2 separate regions of the Macaca mulatta genome follow, and region 1 is linked to region 2. A link is a contact called in public Hi-C data. All regions are on one chromosome and are shown on one strand. Each heading gives the region's core, a stretch centred on a gene start, on an enhancer-like site or on the middle of the called end of the contact. The rest is flanking DNA. Distances are from core to core; before and after follow the strand shown.

The links. A called contact is a pair of places that touch in the nucleus more often than the background predicts.
Region 1: a Hi-C map of liver shows a contact between it and region 2, with 2.5 times the contacts expected there. The contact joins the promoter of TGFBI here to the promoter of LECT2 in region 2. A contact is called at or near these places in 2 of 14 Hi-C or Micro-C datasets (fibroblasts and liver).

The regions. Positions count from the first base shown.
Region 1 is chr6:144,937,589-144,941,668 of T2T-MMU8v2.0, reverse strand. TGFBI (transforming growth factor beta induced) reads right to left here and starts at 2,320. Exons shown (of 17, transcript XM_015140963.3): 1 at 2,119-2,320. The coding sequence starts at 2,252.
Region 2 is chr6:144,865,454-144,869,677 of T2T-MMU8v2.0, reverse strand. LECT2 (leukocyte cell derived chemotaxin 2) reads left to right here and starts at 1,822. Exons shown (of 4, transcript NM_001194884.2): 1 at 1,822-2,044; 2 at 3,845-3,941. The coding sequence starts at 1,999.

The sequences.
Region 1 (4,080 bases), core at 1,071-3,570, 71 kb before region 2:
ACCAACGTTATCCATTTGCACGAGGTGCCACACCCATGTGTGCCAGGCCAGGCAGCCCTGTGGCATTAACAGGGACAGTTAGATCATAGTAAATACAACTGTGCCTGCAACCATTGTGCTATGGTTCATGTGCATGCGCATCCAGATTCTACTGGGAGAGAGGTGCTCCTGTGACTTCTTAGATTACTCTGCCCATCACAGATTACAATAGGCCTTTCCAGCTATGCTGCAGGAAGCTAATCAAGAGGATTTGCCTGCAGGGGTATGGTGGGGAAGTTGATCTAATATCTGGAACTCATAATCAGGAGCATCTGCATTTAAGAAAAAAACTTTATTTTCCAGCTGGTCACCACTCTTCTGGGCTCTGAAGGGAAAGATGTTTGCTATAAAGATGGCTCTTGATGGAAAGCCCTCCACACCTTTGAGGATCCTTCACTGTGGCTGTGCAGAGAGATGCCCTTACAAGTGACATTGTTGCAAGGCATGCTATAAGGATCTTCTCCTGACTTAGGGTGAAGATACAGAAGAAACAGAAACCTCCAAAGCAGATTGAGGCACCCTAACATAACACAATTCATTGGCAGGAAAGGCAGAGAGACCAACGGAGAGGTGGGCAGAGACAATAAAAATGCCAGTTGCTCGCATTTTGATGTTGAGCCTCATATTCCTCTCATCTTTCTGACATCCCCCCTCACTCTATTCTGCACACTGCCCAAGTCAAAGGTGATTCTCCCACTTCCAGAAAGACCCCAGGATATCCCCAGTGTTCTCCTGTTTCCAGGAGGGTGTTGACGCTGCAGCCAGGCCTGGTTTGATTTCACTCTGCAGGGTGGCCAGATGTGTTCCCAGCAGGTCCTCTCCCCCAAAGTCCCAAACTCCTGAAAGGCCTAGACTATAAAGCCACAAGCAGAGGAAACAAGGGCAACTATGCCCTACAAGGGGCAGCCTGTACCGGTACCAAGAGCACTCCTAGTGCAAGGAGCCAAGACAGTCAGGGCCTATGAAGTCAACTCTATCACTCCCACCAATAAATTTTGATTTGAGTACAGATCTGCCCAGTCTCTTGGAGGTCTGGGCATTGCTTGTGGGTGTGAATGCCAGACCCTGATGGTATTTGGGGACTCCTCTGAGGAGTCACTGTGAGATTCTACTCATATATAGTTGTACCTAGTTGTGAAAAAGAAGTTGGTGCAACCAGGTAGGCTGCAAGCTGCAGCAAAACCTGGGTATGTGCGACGCAGGTATGGCCTGGTTTTTGATGTAGAAATGTTGCCTGCCTCTGCCTGGGTCTGTGTTAGGGCCACTATCAGATCAGACCTGCTTGAGTTTGTCTCCTAAAGTCAACACATCTTCAGTGTCTCAAAGGAATTCCTGCAACGATAGTGTCCTACATCTACAAACCCAGCTAATACTTTAAGACAGACTCCAATCCTGGTTCCAGCGCACACTTCAGGACTGTGGGAAAGTGGAACCACTCGGGACTCAGCTTCCCCATTTGAACAGTGTGTGTGAGGGCCCAGTGCATTCTCCTGCTCTTCATCAGGCAGGGCAAGAAGTGCCACACTGCCCTTGCTCTGCCCAGAGAGTAGTGTCAGGTGCCAGCAGAATCTGAGTGCAGGGCCTGGCCAGGTGCACAGGAGCCAGGAGCACCTTGGATGCTGCCACCGTGTGTGGCCTACGTTCTTGTCTGCAGTCGCTGGCCGGGGGCCTGGCTGGGTTGGAATAGGTGCACTGCTGGGTGAGCTTTGCCCTCGGCACCTTCCCACGGTGATTATGGCCAAAGAGTTGCCATTTCCCCCATTCTCCAGTGGCTGGGAGCAGAAGCTGAAAGCGCTATCCGTCTCAGGCTCTTGGCCTGAGTTGAGGATCTCTGGTCCGCTTCCCTACTCACTTCCTCTACAAAGCGGCGGCCGACCGCTTTCCCTCCATGGTCCCGCACCTCCCTCCCTCTCTCCTTCCACCGCGTGCGGGGCTGGTGTCCAAGCGCTCCACGCTGCCGGCTTTTAGTTCGGGCTTTGTTCCCTGCGCCCCCAGCCCACTTCAATGCCCCCAGCGGCGTGCGCTCCGAGCCCCGACGACCTGACCCTCCGCGGCCCCTGGCCGGGCGGCTCGGCTTACCCGTGCTGGCGGCCCCGGAGCCGGCTGTGCTGCAGCACCAGCTGGTAGGGCGACTTGGCTGGACCCGCCAGGGTCGCGGCGGGGTCCAGGGCCAGAGCCAGCGCGAGGGCCAGCAGCTGCACGAAGAGCGCCATGGAGCAGGACGACGCGCACCGAGCGAGCTAACGACAGACGGGCGAGCAGGCAGCTCCAGGGAAGTGAGAGCGCCTCCGCAGCCCGGGCCAGGTTAAGTAAGCGGCGAGCGAGAGGGAGCGGACGCCAGGGGCGGGGAAGCTGGGCCGGCCCGTGCATGAAGGGCGGGCCGCCTGGCGCCTCCCAACCCGCGCGCCCCCGGCTGCGCTGGGCACCCACCCTGTTCTGCACTGTGCCCGTGCTCACAGTTTTCCCAGCCCTCGCCCACACTGCCAGCCCTCACTCCCTCCCTCCCTCTCTCGCCACAGGCTCCCTCGAACCAAGGGTATGGGCCCCTTAGGCCTCCTGTGGTTGCTTCCAAATGGGGACCTTGGGACTGAGGGACAGCTGTCTCTGGGGCTTGAGTCCTGCATAGTGGGGGCCCTCACTGATCTTGAGGCTACAGAACACTGCAGGGAGGGGTGAGGGGAGGCAGTGCTGATTCCCAAAACACTGTGGCCCATCAGACTCGTTTCTGCAACCCAGGAGCCGGCCCCCCTCCCCAGCTCCTCAATCTCTAATCCCTCCACCCCCACCCCACCTGTCAAGCTCATTGAAAGACTGATGAGTAAATCGTGTGATCCACAGAAACGCCAAAAATGTGGGGCAGGTTTTGTTGTGCTCTAAGCTGCTTTTGGAGCCCGTGGGGAAGGGTGGGGTCCTCACCTTGGTACTAACTCATTCCCTCCTTCAGTAAACATCTCTGCAACAGTACCTGCCAGATACATGCTGCAAAGGCAAGAGTCCTGCCCTGGAGGAGCTCAGGGCAGGTAAACAAATTGTCACATGGTAAAGAGGTAATACTCACCCAAGCACCTGTTAATGACCCATCAATTACTTGACACTGCTAGCCCTGGGGAGACACAGATGGATGAATAGAATGAGTGAGACCTAAGCCCTTTGTGAAAAAGCTCCAAGTTGGGGAAATCCACAACCCAAGCCAATGATGTTCCAGGAAGAGTAGCTGAGGCTTTGGGAGCTGAGAGAGGCACCTGGCCCTGACAGGGTGATGCTGGCTCTGAGGCCTCAAAGTTGAAAAGGAGTTAACCAGGTAAACTGAGGCATGCATTCAGGAAACTCAAGTTATCTGGTTGACTGAAGCACAGGGAGGTGGAGTCAAGGGTGGGGAAGAAGGGAAGGAAGGTAGCAGGGCCCAGACTCCAGCTAAGAGCCTAGCAGGTGATGGGTGGAGGCAAGTGACATGGCCAGTGTCATGAGCATGCTTAAGGAGGCAGGAAGAACAGGTAAGCAGGAAGAGACCATGCGAGAGCTTGAACTATGGTGATAGAGGCAGAGATGGGGAAGGCTGGGCAAATGTGAGGCGGGTAGGAGGGAATATTCTCAGTAGAACTTGGAGTCTGTATACAGACTGTACGCAGGGGGAGAAAGGAGAGTCAAGGATATTGAAGGGTGTTTTTGGTCTGGATATTGTGGCAGGTGATGGTGCCACGTTCAGGATGAGGCCCATGCAGGGTGCAGGCTTGCCAGGTAGGTGAGTGGTTTGGGACACCCTGAGTCTGAGGTGCTTGCGATTCATCCTGGTGAAGCATCCCGTGAGGATAAAGCTGGATATGAGGATCGGGGGCTTGAGCAAGGGATGTGGGATGAAGATTCACACCTGGGAGTCATCCTCCAGTGACAGAAGAGTCCAGGAAGTGGGGAATGTGGGGTTGTAGTCAAGGAGGGGTGTCCTAGTAGGAGAGCGCTGCTCAAAGTGAGGATTGCTGCCAGCAAGACAGATCTGAATGGCGTCCACTGTGTCAGAAGCAGAGAGATCACTGGGGACTTGGC
Region 2 (4,224 bases), core at 573-3,072:
CATAATCTCATTGGCATCGTTTAGTTATTGTTGTGTAACATACCACATCAAAACTCAGTGGCTTCCAATGACACCCAGTTAAGCCCACACATTTATAGGGTGTACTAGGCTGGGTTTTGCGGGGGCAACCATGCTCTGCGTGGCGTCCATTCCCTTCCCAGGGCAGCAGGATCATCTGCCTCACGGCGATGCAAAAACACAGAAGGAGTTTGCAAAGACTAAGGCCCCAGAGGACCCAGGCTTTCCTGACCCACTGCCACTTCTGCCTCATCTTAGTGGTCAAAGCCACACAGTTAAACCCAAAATCAAGGATGAGGAAAGTTCCCTTTACCCCCATGAGACATGGCAAAGGTGTGGACGCAGAGAGGGTGAAGAACGGGGGCCACAATCCCAATCTCCCACAGCTACTGACACTAAATTTAAATGGGGAAGCTTCCATAGAAAATTCCAGGTGCTCATCTAATAGTAAGCTAAAAAGGAGTTATGAACATGTATTTGAAACACACTGAAAATTTAAGTCCCCAGAAAAGTTCAGGGTAATATAACATCCATGTGTCTATCTCCAATAATTAACAAATTAATATTTTTACATATTTGCTTCTGATTTTTTTTTTAGAAATAAAATATTTTAGAGTTTATGTACTCTGTATATCCTTCCACAGGTTTATTTCTCTCACTATCCAGAAGTAATTACTATCTTAAAGGTAGTCTGTGCATATTTTTATTATATATACAGCATTCACTAAGATTAATATTCTTCTTTGTTTTTAGATTTTAAATATCATAAATAGTATACTCTATATATATAATTCTAAAAATAGCTTTTTAATTCAACCATATATCTAGAGATCTAGCTGTGTTAATATATATAGATTGTTTTCATTTAAATTGTTATATTTTACTCCATTGTATGACTGTATTTGTCTGTTCTTGCATTGCTATAAAGAAATACCTGAGATTGGGTGATATATAAAGAAAAGAGGTTTAATTGGTTCACAGTTCTGCAGGCTGTACAGAAAGCATGGTAGCTTCTTGAGAGGTCTCAGGAAACTGAAAATCATGGCAGAAGGCAAAGGGGAAGCAGGCACGTCTTACATGGCTAAAGCAGGAGGAAGTGAGAACAGGGGAGGTGCTATACACTTTTAAACAACCAGATCTCACCATAACTCACTCACTCACTATCATGACAACAGCACCAAGGGGATGATGCTAACCCATTCATGAGAACTCTAGCCCCATAATTCAATCACCTCTCTCCGGGCCCCACCTCCAACACTGGGAATTACAATCGAACATCAGATTTGGGTGGGGACACAGATCCAAACCATATCAATGACTATATTATACTTAATCTTTTTTCCTTTATTAATGGATGTTTTAATGGTATTATCATATCACAAACAAGAAAACATTTAAAAATCACATATTTAAGGTAAGTGCAGGCAATTTTATTAAAATATTAAAGTTATTTGCAAATATTACACAGATAAAATATAATTAAACTGATAATTCAAAAACACTTAAACGATATATTAAGGAATATGTTATGAAGGGCTATACATTATTAATGATCAATTTTCTTCTGAAATACGTGCTCTAAAGGAAATAAAAGAAAGATCTACCAGCAGACAGCACTAAATATTCCATCATTCGCACGAACATTCTCCTACAAGCCACAGCCCAGAAGACTGTCGATACGCACCTTGCCTTATCATTTTCTGTTAATATTTAGTCAGTGTTTCCAATATAATTGGCTGCTTCTTCAGATCAAAGGCTTTTACATAGGCCCTACCTGCAAATCAAATAGCTATCCATGGAATATTAGAACTTGACTTGCTCCATTCTCTTATATTTTTTGTGTCTCACACTAAAGAAATGAAAGATGCATGATTCTAAGGCTAAATAGCTAGGAAGTATTCATTCAAACTTGAATATTCTTCAAAGAGAGTGTGGGGGCAACTCTAATCGGAGGAAGAAACATAAAGGAAGTAAACCCAGATGTTTTCCACCAAAGTCCTCCTTTTGGCTGGTCTGATTTCTACTGGTAAGTCGAAAGTGCAATTTTAGAATGTTAATTTTTAAAAACTGATTTCAGGGGAAGATTAAAAAGATTAAAAAGTCATTAATAGCATGATCACAACAAAGACTTGTGTATTTGGCTATTAAAAAATGAAACAGGAATGATACATGGTCCTGATGATGTTCTAAATAATTTAAATGGAATGTTCCGGTTCTTTAATGAGGGAAACATAATAGTGGGTTGAGAAGACATTACAAAGCCTTTCAGTTTTGGTCTGGGACTTAACTAGAACAAAACTAGATAATAAAAAGTTGATATAAGAATTTGATTCTGATTTTGATCAAAATCAAATTCTGATACAGATACTAATACAGAGACTGGTGTGGATTAAGACAAAGGGAATGCTCCCTTAATACTCAGAGAAGGAGAAAAGGTGCATAAATTACTACACTGTCTGATATTTGCCTCAATTCCCAAGGATAAAGATTAGTTGACAAACTGATGGGATTATATCTTGATCAAGGTGTTGATTTGGAGCTTGGCTCCAAGGCATAAAACTTTTGAAACCCATCTTTTAAAAGTATTTTAAAGAAGAGGCTTAATGGCCATATTCTGTAGCTTCTCTTCACAGCATAGGTATTAATGAAGAGTAAAATGTCTTTAAATAAAATCAATAGTCAAATTACCAGACTCTTGCTTTTGCTTGTTTCAAAGTGCAAGGTTGAGTGTGCTTACTGTATCTCTCTGTGAATGTTAACACCAGAAATCCAGGATGTTTAATTCAATTGAACATTTATCAAGTGCTTACTATACTAAAGAGATGAATTGTGCCTAAAACAAAGTTTGCACCAAGTCTGCTGAGAAAGCAGCCCTTCCTCCATGTTTCATAATTTTTCATATAATTGGTTCTACTCCTTTTCCCACCTTCTCTCCTAATCTCAGTCTAGGCTAAATTGGTTTAACATTTCAGATTATTTCTAACAATCTCCCTCTTCCCTTCCATGTTTGCAAGTATGAGATATCTAGTGTTAAACAAACTTGGCTAGTTCAGAGTTCGTTTTTCCTTTAATTCAAACATTTGCTTGGATTTGATTAGTAGAACCATTTCAAAATTACAATTTCTAAAATTATTTTCTGAGCCATGCTGTTTTATTATTTTTGCTTAATCTAAAAATAATGATCCCCATGGCAGATAATGAGCAAAGAAAAATAGAAAAGCACAACTTATACCATTTACTAATGGATCTGAAGCAAGGTATAATGATGGAGGCCAATGCTTATAAAGAGACACATTCAGCCGGGTGCGGTGGCTCATGACTGTAATCCCAGCACTTTGAGAGGCTGAGGCAGGCAGATCACGAGGTCAAGAGATCAAGACTATCCTGGCCAACATAGTGAAACTTCGTCTTGACTAAAAATACAAAAATTAGCTGGGTGTGGTGGTGTGCACCTGTAGTCGCAGCTACTCAGGAGGCTGGAGCAGGAGAATCACTTGAACCCAGGAGGCAGAGGTTGAAGTCAGCTGAGACCATGCCACTGCACTCCAGCCTGGCAACAGAGTGAGACTTCAATTCAAAAAAAAAAGTTGTATTCACTAATGCTCTAACATAACAAGGCAGAATTCTGTGGCCTGGGAAAAAACCAATTTTACATCTGAATCAGGATATAAAATTCTGGAAAGATGACCTTCCCACAAATACATAAAGTTTGGGGAAAACTACAGTGAAAACAGAATTGTCAGGATCCACTGTGTGACTGATAAGGCAAATGGAGATAGGGAATGTCTGAGGCCAGGAGCTCTGCTCTCATGTTTCTCCTTTTTAGCACTGGCAGGGCCATGGGCTAATATATGTGCTGGCAAGTCTTCCAACGAGATCCGGACGTGTGACCGCCATGGCTGTGGACAGTACTCTGCTCAAAGGTAGGAAGTTGCACACACAACCATCCAACCCTTTGGTCCCTAACCTCTTTTCTCAGTGTCCTTGCCCAACGTTGGTTGCCTCAAGGGCTCACAGTTCTGACAGCATGAAAAACCAGAGATGTAACCAGTTATATCACTGTCTTTGGAGCAGCTTCCAATAACTCTGCTTCAATTATGAGCTGTGAATTGGGATCAGAATGTGGAAGAAGGAAAAGAGCAGGGAGCAAACACAGTTTTCCTTCTGAATGTCTTCACACATTGACTTACCTCACTTGGTTTTTCC